Linked DNA regions of Mus musculus: region 2 is linked to region 1. Evidence: chromatin contacts called from public Hi-C data. All regions are on one chromosome and are shown on one strand. The core of a region is the stretch at or near the end of the contact, and the rest is flanking DNA. Distances in the headings are between cores, read along the strand shown.

Evidence for each region. Hi-C and Micro-C count contacts between places; a contact is called where the count stands out from the background.
Region 2: a Hi-C map of cerebral cortex shows a contact between it and region 1, with 2.4 times the contacts expected there. The contact joins two enhancer-like sites. A contact is called at or near these places in 1 of 39 promoter capture datasets (hippocampal neurons), 14 of 484 Hi-C or Micro-C datasets (the HL-1 cell line, the N1E-115 cell line, Sertoli cells and 7 more) and 1 of 115 datasets of contacts at active chromatin or transcription factors (heart atrium).

The regions. Positions count from the first base shown.
Region 1 is chr11:35,260,105-35,264,397 of GRCm38.p6, forward strand. All of the region lies in intron 4 of Slit3 (slit guidance ligand 3), which reads left to right. Among named protein-coding and RNA genes, the nearest start is that of Gm46277, 26 kb to the right of the region's middle. Within about 2 kb of position 1,762, at least 26 of the 459 cell types and tissues checked have an H3K27ac peak or open chromatin away from gene starts, as enhancers often do. A contact at or near this core is called in cerebral cortex, where this site is marked.
Region 2 is chr11:35,393,282-35,397,574 of GRCm38.p6, forward strand. The region is part of intron 4 of Slit3 (slit guidance ligand 3); the gene reads left to right. Among named protein-coding and RNA genes, the nearest start is that of Gm46277, 110 kb to the left of the region's middle. Within about 2 kb of position 2,295, at least 19 of the 459 cell types and tissues checked have an H3K27ac peak or open chromatin away from gene starts, as enhancers often do. A contact at or near this core is called in cerebral cortex, where this site is marked.

The DNA.
Region 1 (4,293 bases), core at 512-3,011:
ACGGTGCCATGGTCCTCTGCCACACCCTGCTTCTTGAGCTTGGAGGGAACGCTTTCTCTAAGGGAGTTGGATTCAAAGAAACTCTTTCCATCCCATCTTCTCTGCCTTACAGTTACTCAGTACAGTTACAGTCTCTGTGGGGAGTCTGAGGGTGGCATTTAGAGGCCTTCCACAAAAATTCTAAAACAATAGGCTAGACTCACAAGTATGTGGTCTGTTTAGATGTCTGGGGTTGCTTTCCCCTGCTTTGAAAGAGAACATCTCAAGCATCTTGATTTGCTAAAAATCTTACCAGAGTATAAATCACTGGGACACGGGTGGGCTCAGGACTGTCAGGGCTCACTGGAGATGGGTCTACTACCTTCTCCCATGCCCCTTTTCCCCTTCCCCTTTGTACCTAAGCTTTTGGAAGACTTAACAGGGCAAAAGTCGTAGAGACTTTATAGGAAAATTAGCCTGAGAGTGACAAGCCCGAAAGATGTGCACGTCCCTCTGTGGCTCAGGAGAGTAATACCTATATAGTGTCTCCTTATACAGATAAGAATGAAGTATCCCATCCAATCTTCCTACCCAGCTCTGAGCCAAAGGCTCATGCGGTTGCACTCTGAGCTCATAGCTCATCCTATCTGTGCACTTACTTTGATGCAGTTCTGAGACTACAGAGCAGTAGGGAACTGTGGGAAAATTATAAGGTCAATATTTTTCAGCTGTTCCCCGCTATATGTGAGTCATGAGGGGGAAAGGCGAGCAGAGCCTGACATCAAAAGCCTACATCTGGGATGGGGGCCATCTTCGCTGTTGGATTCCCTAGCTTAAGGCTAGTTTGTGCAAAGCAGAGAGCCTATAGATGGAGTCGATTTGGTTTACCTGATAATTTCCTTTTCTAATAATCTGTAGCAACCTGTTTTTCCTCCTTCGTGTCCATCTTCTGAGAATTTCCCTGGGTCTAAGTCCCATTCCTGTAGCTTCCTCCTTCAGAGGCAACATCCTCATCATGAGATGAATCATGGATCATTTGGTAGTAGATGCTCATTCTGACCCTAGCCCACTAAGCCCTGTGTCTCTACCTACAAGGCCATGGCTCTGACTTGATTTCATCCTTAGAGTAGTTTCAGAGAGGAGGGGAGCCAGGCACAGTGAGATTAAGTGACTTCCCCAAGTTCACTTGTAGAGATACAGGCCTGGCTTCCTTTGACCCGAAGCCTCTGGATCTTGATGTGTTGACTTCCAGGGTGGTCCATGTCTTAGGTAACTGTGTCCACACTTGGCTTTTCTACACAATTCGGGGATATGCTCCTCCATGGTCGACATTCCCACAACATCCAGCACAGAACAGCTTATACAGATCCACCCGAAGTGGCTGTGGCCCTACACTTACGTTCACTTTGCATAATGACCTTGGGGCAGGAAGGAAGGGACCTTATTTCTCCCCCTCAAATGGGAACTTGGTGATCTAGGGCATATCTTAAACATCCTACCTCCCAGTCTCTTGGAGGGCTTGTTACAACAAATTCCTGGATTCGGTCCCAGGATGGCTGAGTCAGGAGTTCTGGGTGGAGCTGGAGGGCCTTGAATTTCTTTCCACTTTCCAAGGTGGGCAGGGGCCCCAGACTGAGACCCACTATCGTAACAGAAGGCGAAGCAGCATCAAACCCTACTCTGACCGCAGGAAGCTCTGTAAGACTCCCAAGATGTCAGGAGCATCCTCAGTAAAGAATGCCGAGTAATGCTATCCAGTCATGAAAATGTTCAGAATGTCACATTTGCATATCTATGCTGAACATCTCATTATAGCATTTCTTTTCCGAGCACCGAAGCAGCACTCACCATGTGCTAGGCACTGGTTTGCAAATATACACAGTTCCCATGGCAGGCGCGTGTGGTAGTCCTTTCCTCAGATTTCCTTCATTGTACAGAGAGGTAGGCTAAAGTCCAGAGACATTCTATAAATTACCTGGGATCGCCCAGCTAGTCAGTCTGTGCAGCTGGGCAGGAACCCAGGCAGTCTGGCTCCTGGTCACCACATTCAGCCCCTGGGCAGAATATGGCACCTGGCTTGTCATCAACAAGACTTTCCCATCCCCAGGTAAGCTAAGAATTGCCTGCAGAAGAAGAGCGGTGAAATGTTTCTATTTCCAGTTCCTAGGCAGATTAACCATAAATAACAACGATGCATGTTTTATGACCACCACTTGGAAATCCCACGCTTGGCCACCCCTCTAATACCAGTCTGGTTAGCCCAGAGTGGCTTGTTCTCTTTCTACCCCTCTGGCATTGAAGTTTATCATTGCTCAAGAGGAGGATGCTTGAAAGAGGCCTGTTGGTTGTAGGAGTCCAAGAGGTGGGTTGCGGGTCAATAATAAAAGCAGAGCGACGTTTGTTGCTCTCCCATGCAGAGCCTTGAGAGTCTATCCAGCGGGTGGTAAGGAGGCTCAGCCTGAGGAAGGACGGTGATGGACAGGGTGGGAGGGGAGCAAATAGTTTCAGCCTGGCCGAGTAACTGAAGGACGGGCAGTGGGAGCATTCCAGCTATGTCATGGGAAATGGCTATGGCCAGGGCTCTGATTAGCTGTCAACCACAAATCCCCTGGGACCCTGCCAGGGGTCAGGCAACTGGGGTGCCTCTCGAATGCCAAATGGTTTGCCTTATATTATTGTCAAAGGAGAAGGAGGCGATTTTGAGCGTTATCCCTGGATGTGTGCACTGGCACTGCCAGGAGCTGAGAGATGGTTGGGGATGTGGGAGGGAGAGAGAAGCTAGAAAAATTCGCTTTTCATTCCAGGAAACATAGAGAGAAAAACCAGTCCATGCCACTGGGCCTTGGCATGATCTCAAAGCTGTTTTAGTCACCACCTCCGAAGCTTTCTGCCCTTTCCTTCCCTTTCTGCAAGGTGAGACATGAAAGTCTCCACCTCATGAAAGCCCTAAAGGGGGAAATGCTGACCCAGATCCCTTACAGTTGAGGTGGCATGGAACAATAGCCCTTCAAGAGTATGGATATAACAAGAGAGCCCCCCATGGTTTGCTTGCTTGATGACTTTGGCCTGAAACAGAGCCATGAAATGTGGAAACATCAAATATGATGACAAATGAACCAAATGTCATCCCACACTGGGCCCCTGGGAGGGACGAGGTGGTGTTCCTTCAACCCATTCCTCTAGCTTACGCCTTTAGAAATGTTTCATTGAGGAAAGGAAGGGACAGGTTGGCTATTTGATTAATTATGTCTAAAAGGGGGAGAGAAGAAAAACAAATCTCTTAAAACTCTTCAGGGATATTTGGCTAGTAAAAGCCTTTCTCTGAGCTTTTTTCATGGTCCCACAGCAGAAGGAAACCTTTCTGCAAGTTTAGTGGTCACAAAGGTTGGTAGTTCATGCCTTAGGGTTAGATGAGTCAGGTGTGCCCTGGGTAGGTGAGATGTGTGAGAGTGGACAGATCATTTTTCCAAGTAGTGATTTTATTATCACCACACAATGAGGATAATGTTAGTTCCTTCCACTCAGATCATTAATAATCCTTATGAAGTGTTAGGACAATGATAGACACACTAAGAGTGTAGCATTTTGGAGCCAGTGATGCTTAGGCTCAACTTCAAAGGATAGAAGACACTGAAAAAACAGAATGTATGGAAGATGAAGGTTGATTTTCTCTGAACTACTCATCTGAAGCTAGGAAGACAAGAGCACATACGGCAGATGCTCCAACACCCAAGTCAGTGTTGTTCTTGTACTGCCATGCTTTGCGCTTATTTAAGCCATCAAAGTCAGGTTTGAAACCAAAGGCACATGGAAGAAAAAGTAAAGGGGAAGGAAGGTCATGTGACAGTAGCATTTGAAGGAGGTAACCACATAATGGTCTGTTTGTTTCGCATAAGCTTAGAGTTTGTGCTGCTTTTCCTAAGCTACCATCTCTGCCTTTTAATTGGTGTGTTTAGACCGTTCACATTTAATGTAATTATTGTTATGTTAAGTCTGTCATTTTAGTTTTATTTTTCTGTTATTTTTTTTCCTTTGGTTTCCTTTTCTTTGTCTTCTTAGGGGTCACACGGACATATTTTATAACTCCATTTTTATTCATTTATATTGTCTCAGGATGCCTCTTTTTGCATAGCACTTTTAGTGGTCCTTCTAGACATTTCACTATGTGTCCATCATATTCTATGGGTATCAACAGTTTACCAGTTCAAGAGAAAGTTGGGGACCACACTTTCCTTCACAGTCCTTTACTCACTTCCACTTGGATACAGTCTTAAATACTTCCTGTAAATACTCTAAGAACCACACCAGTTTCAT
Region 2 (4,293 bases), core at 1,045-3,544, 130 kb after region 1:
GCCATCTGACTTCTATTAGAAACACAAGCATTCAGTCCCTAGCTGAGGGGTGAACCTGTATGACCAAGGCTGCCTAGTGAGACTGTCATTGAGGTAGTGTTTGCCTCAGATCTATTTAACTGCCCCCTAACCCTTCTCTTACCTCAGTACCATGCTGGGGAGTGTCAGACCAAGCACTGAGGGAAGCCCAGGGGGTCCATAAAGACAGCCAAAGAGAAGCAAATTGTAGGGAGTCTATTATGGTTGATCTTAAAAGCCTCATAATGGCCTTATTTTCCCTCAGACTTTGAAAGCCAGTGATTTACCACAGATCCCTGCACAGAGAGAGGTCCAGCCAGCTATCCCTCCCTACCTGTGTCCTAGGCACCCATTCCTGACCCAGCAGGGATGCAGGAAGGGGTGAGTCCTGTTCCTTTTACTTCTCTGAGACAGGAAAATATGAGGCTTTCGGGGGTTTTGTTTTGTTTTTTTCCAGGTGGGTTATGGGCTTCGAGCCAAAAATCCTTTCAATTAATTGACTGGGAACAGCACCCATGAAGCAAATTAGAACCAGATAAGGAAGGAGGGCCGCAGTGCTCAAAAGGCACATAGGGAACCATTCTTGGATTGTCCTGGTGATTTACCCGTGTTTTCCTAACGTGAGAATCAGTCAGCAGGGGCCTGGATTTTTTATGAGGGAGGAACCTCTCCCAGACAGCTCTGTCCTCAACAGCCCCTGTAAATCCCCACACCCCCACTTCCAGTGAGAACACTGCTCTCTCCAGAGTCACCGTGTCAAAGTCTGTTTAGCTGTTTCTTACTTATCAGCCCCAGCCCCAACATTAGTTCATGCTTGGAGTATGAAGCCATTTCATATTTATTCTTGTTATATCTGGCAGGGAGCCTTGAAAAAAATAAGAGTCCCGTGATGGTGCTGTTCAGTGCTTATATCTTTATGGTCTCTTGAATTGATTTGACAGAGCAATCACAGGCACAAGTGAGCCCAGCTCTTCCCCCAGCAGCAGGCCGAGAAGGACAGACTCACAGCTTACTTCTCCTGGTTCTGCCCTGAGTGAGTGTGTGTGCGTGTGCGTGTGTATGTGCGCACACGCACACAAACACTACTGCTTAGCCATTTTGGTCCATGCATAGTAGCCCCATAGAGTTCCCCAAAGGCCAGTACTGAATGAGAACCTCAAAAAAGACAAAGGGTGGCCTGCAGAGCCAAGAAGAGCAGCCTTCACCATAGAACATTCTAGAAAGCTGATTGAGTCTGACTCCCGCCACAGAGGGCACTAAAGCCTCCTATGAGCCCTTGGTAAGGCTGCAGGGAGATTTGAAGAGATTTACCCAGTAACCTTCGACCTGCGTAGAAGCCAAAGTTTATATCCTATATGCTTCAGATAGGTTAAAGGATTTCAGTGAAAGGTTTGTCAACTCAGAACTGTGTAAAAGGTTCCAGTCGGTTCCCTGGACCAGGATTTTAGAAAGGGACCGGATGGGTCACCAACTCCCAATCAGCTTAAGGGTCCATAAACCAAGGCAGATTTCCCAAATGTACACCTGTCCTTCAGAGGTCTGAGGCAATGTGACATGAGGCTGAGGCTAGCATCTCATTCTCTAGCCATGTGCTGGTTTGGGTGTGGTTTAAGCCTTCATTTCAGCAGCGTTTTGAGCTTGTATTTCACAGGTATTCAGGGGGAGATTCACCCAAGCTTCTAGGAATACTAAGTGAGGGTTTTGTGGGTAAGATGCTGTAGGTGAATGGTACTGCGCATGGATGATGGATGGAGTCCGGGGATGAGGAGAAAAGCACACAGTTAGGGCAGTGCACAAACAAGGGGAAAACACAAAGGGTCTAGACCCCAACCTACTTTACCCAGCTGATGTTTCTAAATCGGACCCCCAGTTCTTTGTCACTCCTTTCTCATGTCTGTTGCCCTCTCACCAGTATCAGAGCATCTGGCTCTCCTACACTATCATAGGCAGTGGTTCCTGGGACTACACCCCTCACAGCCAGTCTCCAGGTCTGTCCACCTGACTTCAATCTCCACCAATTCCTATTTCTGACACTCCTTTCCCTCTAGACCCTTCTCTCCAGCGTTCTCTGGAACGCCTCATGTTTGCTGTTCAGCTCAGCCCCGTTGCTTTTCCACAACCTCACCCCTGGACCCCTGCTTCCTATTCCTCTTCAACACCAGTGCCTTCCCCACAGTCTAAAACTCTCCTGTCTGCAGTTCCCACCCACGTCTACACTCTCCAGAGCATTGCTCTATAGCTGCCTTGCAATTCCGCGTGCCAGGAAAAGGGGGAGGAGGGGCACTTTTGGTTAATCAGCATTTCATTTGGCACTGGTAAGCTGGGGCCGAGAGAAGAGCTACAGCCAGACGTCCAAAATGTCCCTTTTGGCTTGTTGGAACTGTTGACGAAATAAGATAAGTTTGGGATTAATCACTGGAAAACACATGAGATAAAATTCCGGAATCCAGAGACTTTAACTTCTTGGTCCTCATCCCAGGGTAGGTTATCAAAACCAAGACTTGTCCATTTTTCACAGTTTATGGGGTTTATCTAGGACCTGTCATGAGATGCTGACAGGAACCTGAAATTGGTCTGTGTTCGAGTTTCCATTCCCACTCCACCATAAACACCTAAGGAGAGAAAAACAAAGGCCAAAGCAGCTGATTTCTGAACCTTTCAGTTACTTGGTAATTTTTATCTAATCTTTTTGTTGGTGAGGCTGAACTGGAAAAGTTCATTACAAGCAAACCGAGTCATTTATTCAAGTGGTTGAGTTGGGAAAGGTGTCTACAGATGAATATGTGGCGACGGTTCGAGAAACGTACATTTTCCCAGGATAAGACAAAGGAAACAGGTTCGATACAGCAGGTGTCAGAGGAGAGCCAGATGTAGACAGGTTTCTCCTGAAGGGTCATCTGAGAGTCTTGCGCACCCCGCCCCTCATGGCTTTTTCAACATACAGTCATGAAAAAAATCAGCCCAGCATTTGGAAAAATGCAGACGGAGCTTGAGATGCCAAAAGTTCTGAATGCTTGCAAGAAAGCTTTGGTTTTTGTTTTTTGTTTTCAATTGAATGGGATTATTTACGTTCCTCTGACGTATCACAACTAGCCTAACAAATGGGATGACAGAGTAATAAACTTCTTATGGGTGTGGAATTCCTTTAAGGAAAGGTTTCCGAAGCAACTCAAGTGACAGATTGGCAGGAGACATTACTCAAGAGTGGTTTAGAGCCTAAAGCTCCAACATGAAATAAAGTCTTGGCTTCAAGAGCTGTTTCTTGGGACTGTGATTATGCGGCTCATCCTATCTATATTTATCAAGTACTTCTTGGATGCTCAGAGTGGTAGTAACCACAGGTCTGTCTGTTCATGGCTGTTTGCACCTGGCAGTTTCCTGCCATTCTTTTGTGAGCTCCGTGCCCCATGCACACTAGAATTTGCCATGCTTAGCTCCGATTCCTAGTTCTGACATCAGGTGCCACGTCTCACCTCAGTATCTGCTGCAGTAGTCTCTGTGACTCTTTCATTTTCTCTTTTTATGAGTCTGAATTGCAGGCAAAAGCGTTTGCGTGAGAGGAGAATAGGCCAATTCAACAATGGTCATAGGCAGAGCTTTTACAGGTTTTGTGGGTTCTCAACTAATTTTCTATAAAGCAAAGCCTAGAGGTGTTTCGGAATCCCCACCCAGTTCTGGGACAACTAGGCAGAACAGCTCAAGTCTGACACTGAAATGGTATGATTAACCTTCAATTAGAGTCATGGTTCTCAGCGGGAGGATGCCTCTCTCTTCAGCTCCATCCCATCAAGGGGCATCTGAGCTCAGCTCATCCCGATCCTGGTATGAATTCTCATGCCCAACTTCCATGCATCACAATTGGAAGAACATGGGTGTTGACGGAAGGGAGGGTGCTGGCAATTGTGCTGTGTTCCTGACGGTCACATCCAAAAGTCAAAGGCCATTGACTAGAGTAGACATAGGGAATTCCTGAGTAGGTGTCTTCCTGTCACCAGGATTTCCTGAGAGTCCCCTATTCTTCATGGCTCCAAGAAAAATCTGTCTCACAGAAGGAACCTACAATACTCATAGGATAATGCTATAGAAACAGAAAGGGCCCCATGCTTGGTAGGCCATGAGCTGGAGTGTGCTATACACCATACAGCCTTCCCTGGTCAGACCACCCCACTCACAAGGCACCTCAGACGTACTTGCTTTTTCACTCCAGCCAAGGCCATCAAAACACTGGTATCCACGACCCTCCAAACCAAGAGCAGTCTTCCCCTAACCCCTTCT